Linked DNA regions of Mus musculus: region 1 is linked to region 2. A link is a contact called in public HiChIP or PLAC-seq data. All regions are on one chromosome and are shown on one strand. Each heading gives the region's core, a stretch centred on a gene start, on an enhancer-like site or on the middle of the called end of the contact. The rest is flanking DNA. Distances are from core to core; before and after follow the strand shown. Region 1 holds the start of Reep1 (receptor accessory protein 1). Region 2 overlaps Smyd1 (SET and MYND domain containing 1).

Region 1 (6,992 bases), core at 2,392-4,891, 480 kb before region 2:
ACAGAGCAGCCTCTGTGTTCCCCTCCATCAGTTTACCCATGAGCATCGTCTCCCAGTATGAACTTCATTCATGTTTAGGTCTTGAGCTATTTGTAAAGAAAACTACATGTTTGAAAAGAGGCGAGAGCTGTGGATTGGCTCAGGTAGTACAGTGCTTGCCTAGTGTGCACAGAGTTTTGAGTCCAGCCTCGCCACATAAGGCCCTGTTTAAGAACGAATAAAGAGGCAAGCAGGCATATTGTAAGTGCTCTCCATGCCCATGAAGACACTAAGCAGGTTCAGTCCAACAAGGTCCACCTTGCTGCTACACTGACTCTGGTAAGTTCTCTCTAAGTGAACCCAGGAAGTCAGGAGGAACATGGGCGACCAGAAGGAAATTTGTCAAACCAATGCCCACTCATTGTGTCCACTGGATACAAGCTGCCCTAATGCCCAGAGACACCCATCATCACAGGGCAGCCCTGACCAGGCTCTTTCCTTGTACCTAGCGCCTCTGGGTTCCATCCCCAAAATCAATGTTTGCTAAGTGGGCCTAGAAGCCAGGTACTTAAATTAAAGTGGGAGGTCGGGGATGGAAACGGCGGAGAGGCAGGAGCCGTTGCCTTTGGAGGGGACAAGGAGTTGTGGAGGAAATCAGCCCTCACAACACTTATGGCCAGCGGCAGAAAGGACAGCAGCAGCAGCAGCAGCTTGTCCCAGTTGGATGACTGGGACCATAAAGACAGGAAGACACTCCCTCCGCATCCTCAAACACAGTGATCGGTCTTCCTTAAATATTCTTTGATGTAGTTACAGAACCTTAAAATGACTACTCACAGGAAGGAAATGGGATTTATGAACAAAATTGTAGCACAAGTTCAGACCAGAGGGCTAAGGGGGGGTCTTAAAGGGATAGCCTCAGCATAACCATCAGGGGCCTTTGGCTATGGATCCACCAGTCTGAACATCCTGAACTCAGTTTCTTCTAGTCTTTTGACCTTGGTCAAGGGTCATTCCCTCTGCAGTTTTATAGATGAGGGTAGAGGACTGGATTAGTGATTTTTTTTTATTAGTAGTAAACCTATATGTTGTCCAAATTTTGTTTCATCTAGAACCTCAATGTATAAAATAAGAGGAAGCTGTCCGTCCTCTTGCAGTGCTTACATCCTTTTGCAGTGTACCCTGAGGATCGGTGGGATCACCATTGATTTATGTTCGCCACAGTGCTTGGGAATCCACATGTCACGTGTGATCGAAACCTCTGCAACAGTAATGTGCAGTGAACTAGCTTGGGAACTGAGATCTGTTGTAATCAGGGCTATGAACTAGGATCTGCTGGCAAGAGGCAGATTTGGATTTTGAACCATTTATTTTCTTGGTTCCAAACACAATCTCCCAGTCCCGTGCCTTGGCACTGCACCATAAAATGTCCCTTTACCTATGTAGAATATTGAGCTGAATCAAAACACATATATAAGAATAAGTAATATTCTTAAGACTATAACTCCCCTATTTTACAATGACATTTCCTTCTGCAGCAGAGATGTAGCTGGATTTTGGTCTATTTACACCAGCTAATACTATATAACAGGCATTGTTAATATGAAATAGAAATGTGATTAAAACTGGTGTTAATAATTCATGTTGGGTTTAGTTGTGAATTAGGAACAGGGTAGGAAGAATCCTTGATCTTTTAAAGGTGCTTCAAATCCCACCAACCTCTGGTGCCAGAGGGTAGTTGTAGACCGGGAGCAATTCTCTTGGTCATTTACGTCATCCGAAGTCTTAGTTCTTCAAGGTGTGGTTGCTTCAGAAGATACCAACACACTGTTGCAGCCCCTCCCACATCCCACATCTTAGTCCCCCCTTTCAGTTACCCCCTATGTGGGAGATGACAAGAAAACCAGAATGGTTGCATGATCCTGGTTGAGGACTTACAGAGAAAGCCCACCAGGCAAGCAAGTGCTCCATGGCCCCGCCCTGAGGTCCTCCAGGGGTCACTAGCAAATCCAAAGACCCCAGGAAAGAAACTGACACTGCAGAGAAGACAAGCTTTAGTCAGGCGTGAGGCGTGGCAAGGCATGCCGGTGGCTTCCCTATTATTGATGCCAGCCATGCCACAGAAATCGAAATATTTCACATGCCACCTGAAGGTACAAAACAAACCCCCAGCAGCTGACAACAGCTGTTGGAGAGACCCTTGTGGAGTAACTTGATGGGCTTTGGGAGCAATGGGCAGAATGATGCCTGGGAGACAATGGCCAGGACTTTAAAGACGGCTCTCCTGGATGGCTTTGCAAATCAGTTCAGAAGAGGAGAAAAGAGATGTGTGTGCCCTGCACTGTCAAAGGGAGTTAATAGCCCCTCTTTCTTAGACAAAGAAAATGCTGGGCACGTGTTCCTCATCCAAGCCCCCCCACCCCCAGACCCATTTCAGTCCCAGGTCCCCTAAGCAGGTGCTAAATCAATCTTCCAGATCCAGGTAAGAAAGGTGAGAGGCAATATTGGAAATAAAACAAAAGTCCCCATCACACATCCCCCAAGGACTTCATACAGGCCTCACCCCAGATGACTCTGCTCTCCTGCACCGCCTGGGAGGTATCACTGCCACCGCCCTTGGGGGGTGGGGGGAAGGGGTGCTGTCTGTCACTCGGAAATTTCCCTGTGCATTCCTAGAGATGCCTGCCCCTGTCTCTCAAACCCCTGCAAAGGAGAGCAGGCAAGAGGAAGGAAGACATCTACTCCAAGATGCACACTAATGTACTTGCCACCTGCCTTTGCCTCTGTCTATTTGAAAAACCTAAAAAGGAGTATTTTCCCACTTCATTGAGTGCCCCACCTCCATCTGGCTACTCATCTCCGCGATGACCCCTTCAGGCAGCGCCCCTGGCTTGTCTGGACTGTATGTCATTTTCACCCGACAAAGCGCGGCGGCAGGCGAGCCCAAGGCATTTTCTTCCAAAGGAGAGAGAACGCGTGGAGCACCCACTCGGGGCCTCTGCAAATCCGCCCCACCCGGAATGGAACAAAGCAACAGAGAGAAGGCGAGACCCATTGCCCAGCCCCGGCAACTCCACCATCGTGCGGGGACCCACGCCCCGGTCTCCCTGCAAGGCGCCGCCTGCGCCCGCGGCTACCCATGGGTCTGTAGCGTCGCGCGTCCTACGCCGCCTCGCGCTGCCCGCGTCCCCAGGCAGCTACTGTACCTGCTAAATTTAGCGACCGCCGGGTATTAATAGCTAGCGACCCGGGGCTGGTGGTTCGCAGGGGCGCGCGGCCCTAAGGGGACATGGGGATCGGGAGGGAAGGGAAGAAGGGACACAGGAGAAGAGGCCACTTACACCACCAGCCTGGAGATGATCCACGACACCATGGCGGGCGGGCGGGCTGGCGCGGCCCGGATTGCTGGGCTGCGGGCGGTGCTGCGCTCCCGGCACGTCTGTCTGTCTGTGCACCGCCGCTGCCGCCAGACTGAGCGCACCCGCCCGGTCCGGCCCCGCGCTCGCGCGTTGGCGCAGCCGCGGCACGTTCCGCCCGCTGCCCCAGCCCCCAGGGGCTCCGCGGGCCCACGGCGATTGGGCGGCTAGCGGTGAGGGCACCAGCGCGACCCGCCCCTGCTCCGATCGTCCCAGCCCCAGAGCTGCAGCCAGGGCGGGTCCTCCTCCGCCCTCCTTGTGAAACCGTGTGGTGCGGTGGCTCAGTGCACTGGGCCTCCGAACCCCCAGGGAGGGCTGCCTCACCTTCACTAGGTGAAGTGGGGAAACTGAGGTCTGAATCTGGACTTTGAAATCCTGCCTACACCTGTCTAGACGAGGTTCTGTCATTCTTCACTTAGATAATACGCTAGCCTCAGGAGAAACCTGAAGCCTTCAACTAGCATCCCATAAGTCAACATCTCAGCAAGTGTCTGCCTACTGACAGCTCTAGTGTCCCAACTCGATCTCTTTGACTGCAACCCCATCACCAGTCACCGCGTGTCCCTTCAGTTGTTTCTACTGCAGCTCTCTCTCTCTCTCTCTCTCTCTCTCTCTCTCTCTCTCTCTCTCTCTCTCACACACACACACACACACACACACACACACACACACACACGTCAGAGGTCAACATGCAGGAGTCAGTTCAATGCAGTTGTCCCGGTGATAGCTCGGGCCATCATCAGCCATGGCGGCAAGCACTAGGGGAGCGGTCTCACAGACCCACACCTCAGACATTCCCTGTCCATACATTCACTTCTGTCTTTGATTCGTCCTCCAGCCTCAGCTCGGAGGGCTATGAGAGCCGAAGGGCATCATACATCATGACCCAGCAGTGTTAACAGAGCCATGTGGCATCTTGGGCAAAATGGAAACCGCGTTCAGTATCAACACGTCAATGCATTTTTAAAATATTGCATCATATAGGATTTGTCTTGATCACGGAATTTTATGGTGTCCCTTTAAATTTTGCAGCCAGGCTTTGTGACTTGCTTTGCTCATCCTGAGGATGGACCTGAACCAACTTCAATAGCACTTGAAAGCCTTTGTCCTTTTTATCCCTGGGCTCTGCTGCTCCCTCCCTCCCTCCAGTAGTTTAGGTTCCAGTGACCTGCTCTTCTTTGCAGATATTCAGTTGTGTAAAATTCAGTGCCCAGTGTGAGAAATTCTGTAGAGACCTAGTTTATAGCTTTTTCTAAAGGAGCTCTGCCCAATGAGGCTTCTTGCAGAGGCAAGGTGACTTTGGACTTTGGCAGTGCCTTCAAATATGATAGAATATGCACGGTGACATGTGCCTATGACTCCAATTCTTGGGAGGTAGAAACAGGAGCCCAGGCTAGTATCCTAAGGCCATCCCAACCCCCTCATTCCAAATCCCAGGCGTGGTAATTGACCCTGTAACACTCACCCTCAGGAGGAGGAGACAGGAAGGCGAGTTCAAAGTCATTCATGGCTACTTGGGAGTTCAAGGCCAGCCTGGACTACATGATTCCAAGTCTGTCTCAGTCTCTCTCCCTCACCCCCCTTAAGTGTATGAACATACAGATAGAAAATACTTTCTGACAATTAAGGGGCTATGAGAGAGTTGTCTTCTTTCATTTCTCTTTGTCTGTATGTCTTCTTTGTCTCAAAAAAAAACCCATAAACTACTTGTGATATAGAGGGGGTTAATGTAATGTTGAAGCATTTGGAGGTTGGTCATTTCGCTTTTGGGCAGCTATTGAATCTCATGTTCCAAACCACTTCCTCTATAGAACCCTCATACCGCAGGCCACAATACACCTATGTGGGAGGCTGCCAGAGATGCTTCTGTGTTCCAGTGCCCACTGAAGTTACTCAGATTAGGAAATCATAAACCTGCCTGGCCTTGCCTTCCTAGTACTCCCTTGTTATGGCTCCCTCTTTCCTGCTGCCTTGTGGTAAGCTCAGCTGAGCGGCCTACATGGTTTGTGCTCTCTCTAGGGATGAAAACAAGTAAAATAAACCTGAATTCTTTCCAAGTTCTGTCTTAATTGTCTGGCCTCACCATACTTTACTAGAGATTATAAAATTAAACAGAGAAAAGCTTGGAAAACTTACCAGACAGTGATACCCTAAGGCCAAGCCAGGCACGGTGATAGATGCCTGTAATACCAGAACTTGGGAGGTTGAGGAAGGGGCAGGGTCATGAGTCTGAGGCCAGCCTAGACTACAAATGTGAGATTGTATCTCAAATAACAAAACACCACAGACAAGCTTGGTACCGCAGTGTACATCCGTAATAATAATAAGAACAATAAAATGAACAAAAATTTTAAAAACCAGCAAGGACTGTGCAATGTTCAGTCGCTGAAATACCTGCCTTGCAAGCACAGGTCTTAAGTTTGATCCCTAGAAGCTGGGTTACAAATAAAAACTTGTAATCCAGAGACAGAGGTCAAAGAATGGATCCCTGGGGCTTGCTGGACAAGCAGAGCCTAGACTACTTGGTGTGCTCTAGGCCAGTGAGAGGCCCTGTGCCCCAAACATGGTGAATGGTGAAGAGAAAGACAGCTGAGGTTTAACTCTGATTTACACACCATACACATAGAAGTACATATACGTAACACACACACACACACACTCCATACACACCATACCATACACATACACACCATATACACATCATACATATTCCAAAACCACAACAAGACAACCAAGCAAGGAGGATCTTCTGAGTCCTCCCCACGCTTCTCTCCATGTTCTTCCACCACACACACTAATGAGACCAGGAGACCTATCAGCCATTTTGAGGGGTAGAGGGATGCACTAGTGCAGCTCCCCAGGGCCTTGGGAGCACAGGCCTAGGCCTATAGTTCCAGCTGTTGAAGAGGCTGAGAAAGGAGGCTTGCAAGGATGAGGCTGGCTTGGGCTACTGAGAGAGCTCAAGGCCAACCTGGTCTACTTAGTGAGACCCTTAGGAAAACAACAGCACACTTAGGAGGAAAGGCTGGGATAGCTCAGTAGCAGGCTTGCCTACTATGTGCAAGGCCTGGAGTTCAATCCTCTGTGTTGGGAAAAAAGTTTAAATTCTCAAAAACTATGGTTTGAGGAGGTATCCTGAGGAAGACAGTGGAGTGCTGCCCCATGCTGTTTCCTTCTTGGGCATGCGTGATGGGTAAGCTTTGCAGGTAAATGGAAAACATGGGTTTGATTATTGTGCTCCACTGGACATTTCCATTACTAAAAGGGAACTCTTGAGTCTGGAGGAATAGGCTAGAAGCTGAGTGGAACCACCCAGGCTTTCTTCAACAGTCAGGAGATCTTGTTCCGTAGAGCAAGGCTGAGTGATAAGCAGGAGAGAGAACCGAGACAGGAAGAAAGTTACTTTTGTTGCATTCCGTTTCTCTGAGCAAAAATGTTGCATACCGCATCTCTCCATCCCAGAGATGTCCTTGGCCGTAGCCCTGGAAAACGCTGAGACCAGGCAAGAGTTGTCTTCTAGACAATGGGACTCTCATGCCACTATCAGTTGGCTTGCTTTAAATTTCTCACAAAGGGCTCACAAAGGGCTGTGTAGTG
Region 2 (6,795 bases), core at 2,059-4,558:
GGGAATACTTAGTCCCCCAAATATGCCCAAAACATAGACTATGGAGGCTGGAGATGTAGCTCAGCAGAGGAATGCTTCCAACTTGAGCCTTCCACTGTCCTCACTGCCCAGGAGTAGCTCACATAGGACATTTTAGAACACTAGTGGAGCCATATAAATAAGGCCCTTGGTCGTGTATCTGTCACAGACCCAGGGGGCAGCTGAAAGCCATGAGCTGCCAGTCTGAAGGATACAAAGGACCTAAATTCTAATCTTGGCTCTGCCTCCCACTGGGATTTTGAGGGAAATGACTTATTTCTCTCATGTAGGCAGCCTTCTCTGTGAAATGAGGGTTCTCTACAGGTTGGAAATACCAGGCTTCTCAGAAAGCAGTGAGCAGGAGCCTCCCTCCCCCATTTGTCTTTGTCACTTCAGCTATACCCTTTGGAGACAACTGGAAAGCATTCCTGGAATGCCGGAGCTCCAGCTGCCTGGCACCACCAGGGATTAACATTTTAAACTGTGTTCTATTCAGAGAGCCAAGGGTCTGCGGAGGTAGCAGACTACAGCTTCAGAAATAGCTGCCTTCCATGTCGCCTCTACCAGCAGAAGGTCAGTCACCCTGGAGCTCAGTCAGCCACGCCTCTGAGACTCGCAGTGTCTGTGCTATAATTCCTAGCACTCTTTCCTCATTCTGTGGATGTCTGGACCAAGACACTTCGTGAAATGCTGGGTCTAGTCAGTGTGCCAATATTATTGTGGCATCTGGGCTGTGTATGTTTGTGCACATGTGTGTGTGCCTGTGTTGGTAATAGTTACCTCAGAGCAAACCAGTGTTGATTTATCAGTAACACGTATATGCAGACTCCTATCTACAACTGGGAGTTTAATTGTATCTTATAAGACAGAATATGGAAAGTGCCCCGGTTTTTCCTGCCCCTTTCAAGGGAAATGAAGGAGTGAGAGTTGGGCAGCAGACAGGCTTTCCAAAGCACCATTCAGTTGGATTTATACACATTCATTCTCTCCCCTTCCCTGACTTCAGTGCTGAGAACTGAGCCGTGGCTCTCGGCTCCATGCGTGCTTAGGAAGCAGTCTTCTACTGAGCCACACTCCCGGCTCGGCCCCCAACATTATCACGTGTCCCCCACTTATGCACAAGGCTTTGGAACCTTAAGTAGTCAGCCCAGAGAGTGGGGCCTGCATATCCCTGTCACTCAGCATCTGCTTCTGCATCTTCAAAGAAGACTGGGAAGGGGGTGTCTTTGGACCTTTCTGGGGTCCTGGGGTCTTGCTTTTCACATGGTGCTTGACAATCTTTCTAGGAGTGATGACCAAGAATTTCTGCCCCAGTCTGCTGCTTTCTGCCACTTACTACCTGGTCAGTGAAACTCCAGGCTCCTGGGGCTACAGGAACATAACTGAGGACTGAGCCTTGCCACTTTTCCTCTTTCTCCCTCTCCTCCTTCTCAGACCCTCGTCCTCCCTCTCTTCCTCCTCCTCTTCCTTCTCCCCCTTCTTCCCCCCCAACTCCCCCCCCCCCCCCGCCCTGCAGTCTGACTGTGGTAGAGAGGCATGGCTGAGAGGTGCCTGTCTGAGATGGACTGTGCTGCGTAGCTGGATGGCTGTCAGTGGTCTTTTTCACTTCAGCACCTTCTGTGTTATTAAACAGTAAGGCGGGTAGTTTTCTGAGTAACCAGAGGGCCATGCCTAGATTGAGAGGAAATAAAAATTTAAAATACTGTTGCTAACGAACAGTTAGAACCATCTTCTTACAAACGCGAAAGTGAATCAGATTAGGAGCCTCTCTTTATATTTAGATTCCTTTGGTGGTCTCCAGTGAGCATACGTTCTCTACATAATGTAGTCCTGAGCTTGAACCTATGCATAAAGAACAAGGAACCATAAAAGGTTTAGCACAGAATGGGCCGAGATGGTAGCAGCTTCACATGTGTGTTACAGAGGATGTGGTCTTCAAACTAGGAAAATGATTTCTGAATCTTTTTTTGTTTTCTCCTTGTTATTATTCCTATCCTGTGACAGCTGATCAGTAGATGAGTGTATTAAACCTTGGGCATAGTCGCTGTATAGGGCTTTAAGACCAAGCCTGGTCCTTTATAGGATCAGGTTCTATCTGGTCTATCTGGTTCTATCTGAACCAGTTCCAGAAAAGTTAACTGAATGGAGCAGATGTGACACTGGATGAGAGTGATAGCTCTGCTTTTAGGTTGTGACCTTTCTGGAGGAAGTAGGCATTTTCTCAGCGCCTTAGTGGAGGCTGTTGCCATTGAAGCCGGCTTGCTGGAAGCCCTGGAGAATGCTAATCGGCCGGGGGTTCTGTTGACTTTCTTGTCTTGCTTCAGGATTGAGCTCCGGGCCCTGGGCAAGATCTCAGAAGGCGAGGAGCTGACTGTGTCCTACATAGACTTCCTGCACCTCAGTGAGGAGCGCAGGCGGCAGCTGAAGAAACAGTACTACTTTGACTGCTCCTGTGAGCACTGCCAGAAGGGGCTGAAGGACGACCTCTTCCTGGCAGCGAAGGAAGACCCCAAGGTACACACCACCCTGCTTCAGGGTCCGAGGCTGCCTTCCCAGCAGCTGGGCAAGGGTGGCATGTATAGCCTTGAGGGGTGGCGTGGGATGGAGAGAAGAGCGGGGCAGGCAGGTCCCAGCTGACCTGGGGATGTCTGAAGAAGCCAGTCTTCCCTGTGAAAGGATAACAACGACCTGACTACATGGTTATTATGAACATTGGGCAAGATGACCTGCACAAAAGGCTTGGCACAGGGCACTCAGCAGGATCCAGTTCCTTACCCCTCAGCCTGTGCAGAGCCTGTGCAGGTTAATTAATGTGGAGAACTTCAGATCAAAATCCAATGGGCAAAGGGATTGCTATGGATTTCCTTGTGTTGAGATAGGTACTATGGAGATGGGGCAGGCTTGCCAAGGGGATGCCAGGAGCTCAGCTGAGCTGGGAGAGACCTGAGCTGTCAGGAGACAAAGTAGCCAGTTAAAGCCACATGCCAAAAATTCAAGTGAAATATCCAACACTTACATAGCAGTATAAACAAGAAGCAGAAACGAGACAAGATGCCAATTCCGTTTCCTCCCTTGGAGCACACAGGGGTGGAGGGTGGGTTAGTACAGACATGGGGCCACTGTTCTCAGTGTTGGGAGAACTCTGTCAAAAGGCTCAGGCCATTTTCTGAATGTATGAGTAGAGGAAACAATCTGTCATTCTGTCAAGGGGCAGAAATCTCAGGGTACAAAATAATTGGCTATCACATCATAGTGTTAAAAATGGAAGGGGAAGTCTTCAAGGCTTCCTCTCTTCCTCAGTAATGAGGTCTCAGTAGAGGTATGCAAGAAGTTAGCTAGATGATTCTCTATAACTGCTACTCCACTAGTGGCTGTGAGTACACACACATGAACTTATAACCCCGCTCTGAATCCTGTGTGTGGGAGGAAATATGTTCCTAGTCAGAACAGAGGGGCTGGGTGGATTCCAGGGTTCCAGTCATATGATCTGTCTCATGGCTCCATTACCTACTGGTGTATGTGCTCACTCATGTTGAGACAACATCCTCCACACCCCAGTGCATCTTGCTCTCTCATCCCTGGGCTGCTCTACACAATGTTCTGGCCAGGAACTTATTTGTATTCTTTTCTTCTCTTTCCTCTTCTTTTCTTTTCTTTCCTTTCCTTTTTTTTTCTTTCTTTTCTTTACTTTTTTTTTTTTTTTGGTTTTTTTTTTTTTTTTTTGGTTTTTCGAGACAGGGTTTCTCTGTGTAGCCCTGGCTGTCCTGGAACTCACTCTGTAGGCCAGGCTGGCCTTGAACTCAGAAATCCGCCTGCCTCTTCACCAAGAAGTTCTACTTCTAAGAGTCTACCCAGAAGAGACACATACATGTTTGCTATAAGATACACAGATAAAGATAGACTGTACTGGTGCTATTAAGAACAATAAAGTAGTGAGAGGAAAAAAATACCCTCAAGTCAATACACAGGGAAATATTTAAATAGAAAATAATGCCCTAAGCCATTCCTATGAATGAAGCAGGTATCTGTATGCAGTGCTGCAGTGGATCTGTTCCTCAAGGAAACCAAGTTAAGGGGCCCAAAGATGCTATGTGCATATATTAGATTGCTTGAGATGCTATAGCAGATGCCCCAAACTGGGCAGTTTAAACCTTAGTGTCACCGGTCTTACAGTTCTGAAAGTCAGAGGCATACCAGCCATCCATCATCAGGCCATTTGGGAAGGATCTATTCTGGCTGTTTCTCCTGAGCTTGTAGAAGAATTGTCTTCCCCCAGAGTTTCCTCTTTGCGTCATCTTCCCCTTTGCTTGTTGGTCCTCTTTTTTTAAATGAGGTCACCAGTTGTGTGGGGCTAGCGATCAACCCTACTTCATTCACCATGACTCATCTTAGGTCATTGTATCTGCAAGGATGCTACTTGCAAGTCAGACTGCATTCTGAGATCTTTGGGCTTAGGATCTCAACATATGATTTTGAGAGAGTGGCACTCGATTCATAACAACATGTCTTCTTATCGTGTTGTGAAACTTAAAAGACATGCACACACACTTTGACATGCAAGAATAGCCAATATCCTTGCAGAAAGAAACAGAAGCAAGCTGTGACCAGTTGGTCATTGGAGCACGGGGTAGAGACATTTAATTCATCCTCCTAAACAGGAAATAAAATAGTTTGGGTCAAGGATTATGTTTTTAACAGGAACAACCTCTTTTTTCCCCCTTCAGAATCAAAGGACTTATATACTGTTACTATTGTTTTTTAGGGTGTTTTGTTTTGTTGTGTTGTGTGTTTTTTGTTTTGTTTTGTTTTTTGTTTCTTGTTTTGTTTTGTTTTGTTTGGTTTGGTTTGGTAAGTAGACAAGATCCTCTGTATACCTTTCAAAATTCTACAATACATAGTAGTTTAAGTCTTTATATATTTTGGATGGGTTTCTGCAGTTCAGAAGGTGATGGTGGTCTGAGGTCCTACTCCATCACTGTAGATAAATTGCCAGTGGTGATAATGTGCTGATGTCTCTCAGGTTGACATGTCTCTGAGAAAAGATTGATGGTTTCTTCTTGAACCTAACTAGATTCAAAGGAAAATCTTTCTAGTATTTTTCTAGACACCAAGTTGGGCTTTCTATTTTAAAACATTTAAATTACATTTATTGGCTGGGTGTGGCGGGGCATTTAATTTCAGGAAAATAAAGTAGGTTGATTTCTATGAGTTTGAGGCCAGCTTGGTCTACATAGTGAGTTCCAGAACACCCTGGGCTACACAATAGAGAGACCCTGTCTCAAAACCAAAGTTTAAAATGAGAATAAAAACAGATAATGCTCCCCCCTCAAAAAATAAACAAACAAAACAAAAAAACCCTGTAGACCGTCTAACAAAACCTCCAGTGCTAGATACAGGAAACCTCCCTTTCATTTGTTGATCAGTGATGTCTAAGGAGACTCCAGAAACAATAGGCTACTACCATTGCCCTTGGTTAGCTCCCAGCGCTTGAAGGCAAGACCCTCTTGCCGAAGACATCCCACACCAGAGACAGGACTTGGAGGAACGATGGGCTTCTTTCCTGAGGACTGGCTCTCAGAGTATTGGAAGGTGCTATGCAACCTTGCAAGGAAGAACTAACTGGTAGAAGAACCCACATGAAAGCCTAAAAGCCACAGTGATGACTGGCTGGCAAGAGATCCTTAATGATGCGATAGTGACAACTTCATCTTGGCAGTAAACGACAGATGTTTAATTGGACGTAAGGTCCAAGCACAGTCAGAATTCATGCACTGTAAAAATACCTACCCATTGCTGGGGAGGCCATGGAGCCCAGCAGAGAGCCTACGACTTTTCTAAACCAATGTAATTTCTAGCTGTATTCTAAATACTGATGCTTTTATTCCTAGATAAGTGTGGTTCTCACTCCTCATCAAAGATGCTTCTTTTTGCCCAGTCTATGACAGAGATCCACAACTGGTCAAATTGCACAGGACAAGTGACCATAAAGTGACCAACTCCAACTGATAGACCCACAATGCAGCCCCTACACCCAAGGCTCAGGGAAAATTACAGAAAGGGGAGCAGAAAGATTCTAAGAGCCAAAGGACCAGGATGCCTGCTGTGAGATAGTATCTTCTAGACACAACAGGAAAACCACGCCCATTAAACCTCAACGAAGTGGTTGCCTAAGCAAAATCTGAATAAGAGCAATAGTCCATGCAACCTGTATAGACAGAGAAGCTCTTACAAGGCCCCACCCCTAAGTGAAAAGCTACGGATAGTCAATGGCTGCTGAGAGAGGGAGCATCCATTTTCTCCAGGGGTGAGCTTCCTGGTAAGTTATTCGAGTCAAGTGGTCATCCTTACCGTATGTGTGTGTGTGCACAAGTGTATGTGGGCATATGTGTGAGGAGCATTGAGAGGGAATGGGGGAACATGGGAGAGATTGAAGTAGAAAAAAAAGGGATAGAAATAATGTGGATTCAGTTCTCATGTGTAAAATCCTCAAAAACCAAAAGACTCTAAATTAAGAAAGTGAGCAAAAGAAGCACAAAGAAGCAGTTGGCAAAGACAAGGGGTCTTTAGCACACTTGGAGAAATGAGACATTCGGAATTCAGAGGGCTCTGACCCTGTATTACAGTGAATGTCCAAGATGGCAGATACTCGAAGAGAGTTAACTTTTCTTTCTTTCTTTTCTGGTAGTGATGGGATTGAACCTTGGGCATTATGCATGCAAGGCAAGTGCTCTTCCATGGAATTACATTCCCAGCCTTCTGGTACTCAGAGATAGAATG

Evidence for each region. HiChIP or PLAC-seq counts read pairs in DNA pulled down with a chosen protein or histone mark.
Region 1: a contact with region 2 is called in an H3K4me3 HiChIP or PLAC-seq map of bone marrow-derived macrophages, with 5 times the contacts expected there. The contact joins the promoter of Reep1 here to the enhancer-like site in region 2. A contact is called at or near these places in 7 of 39 promoter capture datasets (the C10 cell line, the HPC-7 cell line, cranial neural crest and 4 more), 1 of 115 datasets of contacts at active chromatin or transcription factors (bone marrow-derived macrophages) and 1 of 9 other capture datasets (liver).

Annotation. Positions count from the first base shown.
Region 1 is chr6:71,704,330-71,711,321 of GRCm38.p6, reverse strand. Reep1 (receptor accessory protein 1) reads right to left here and starts at 3,641. Exons shown (of 7, transcript NM_178608.4): 1 at 3,321-3,641. The coding sequence starts at 3,352.
Region 2 is chr6:71,221,069-71,227,863 of GRCm38.p6, reverse strand. It overlaps Smyd1 (SET and MYND domain containing 1), which reads left to right. Exons shown (of 10, transcript NM_001160127.1): 6 at 2,343-2,532. Among named protein-coding and RNA genes, the nearest start is that of Fabp1, 25 kb to the right of the region's middle. Within about 2 kb of position 3,308, at least 23 of the 459 cell types and tissues checked have an H3K27ac peak or open chromatin away from gene starts, as enhancers often do. A contact at or near this core is called in the HPC-7 cell line and bone marrow-derived macrophages, where this site is marked.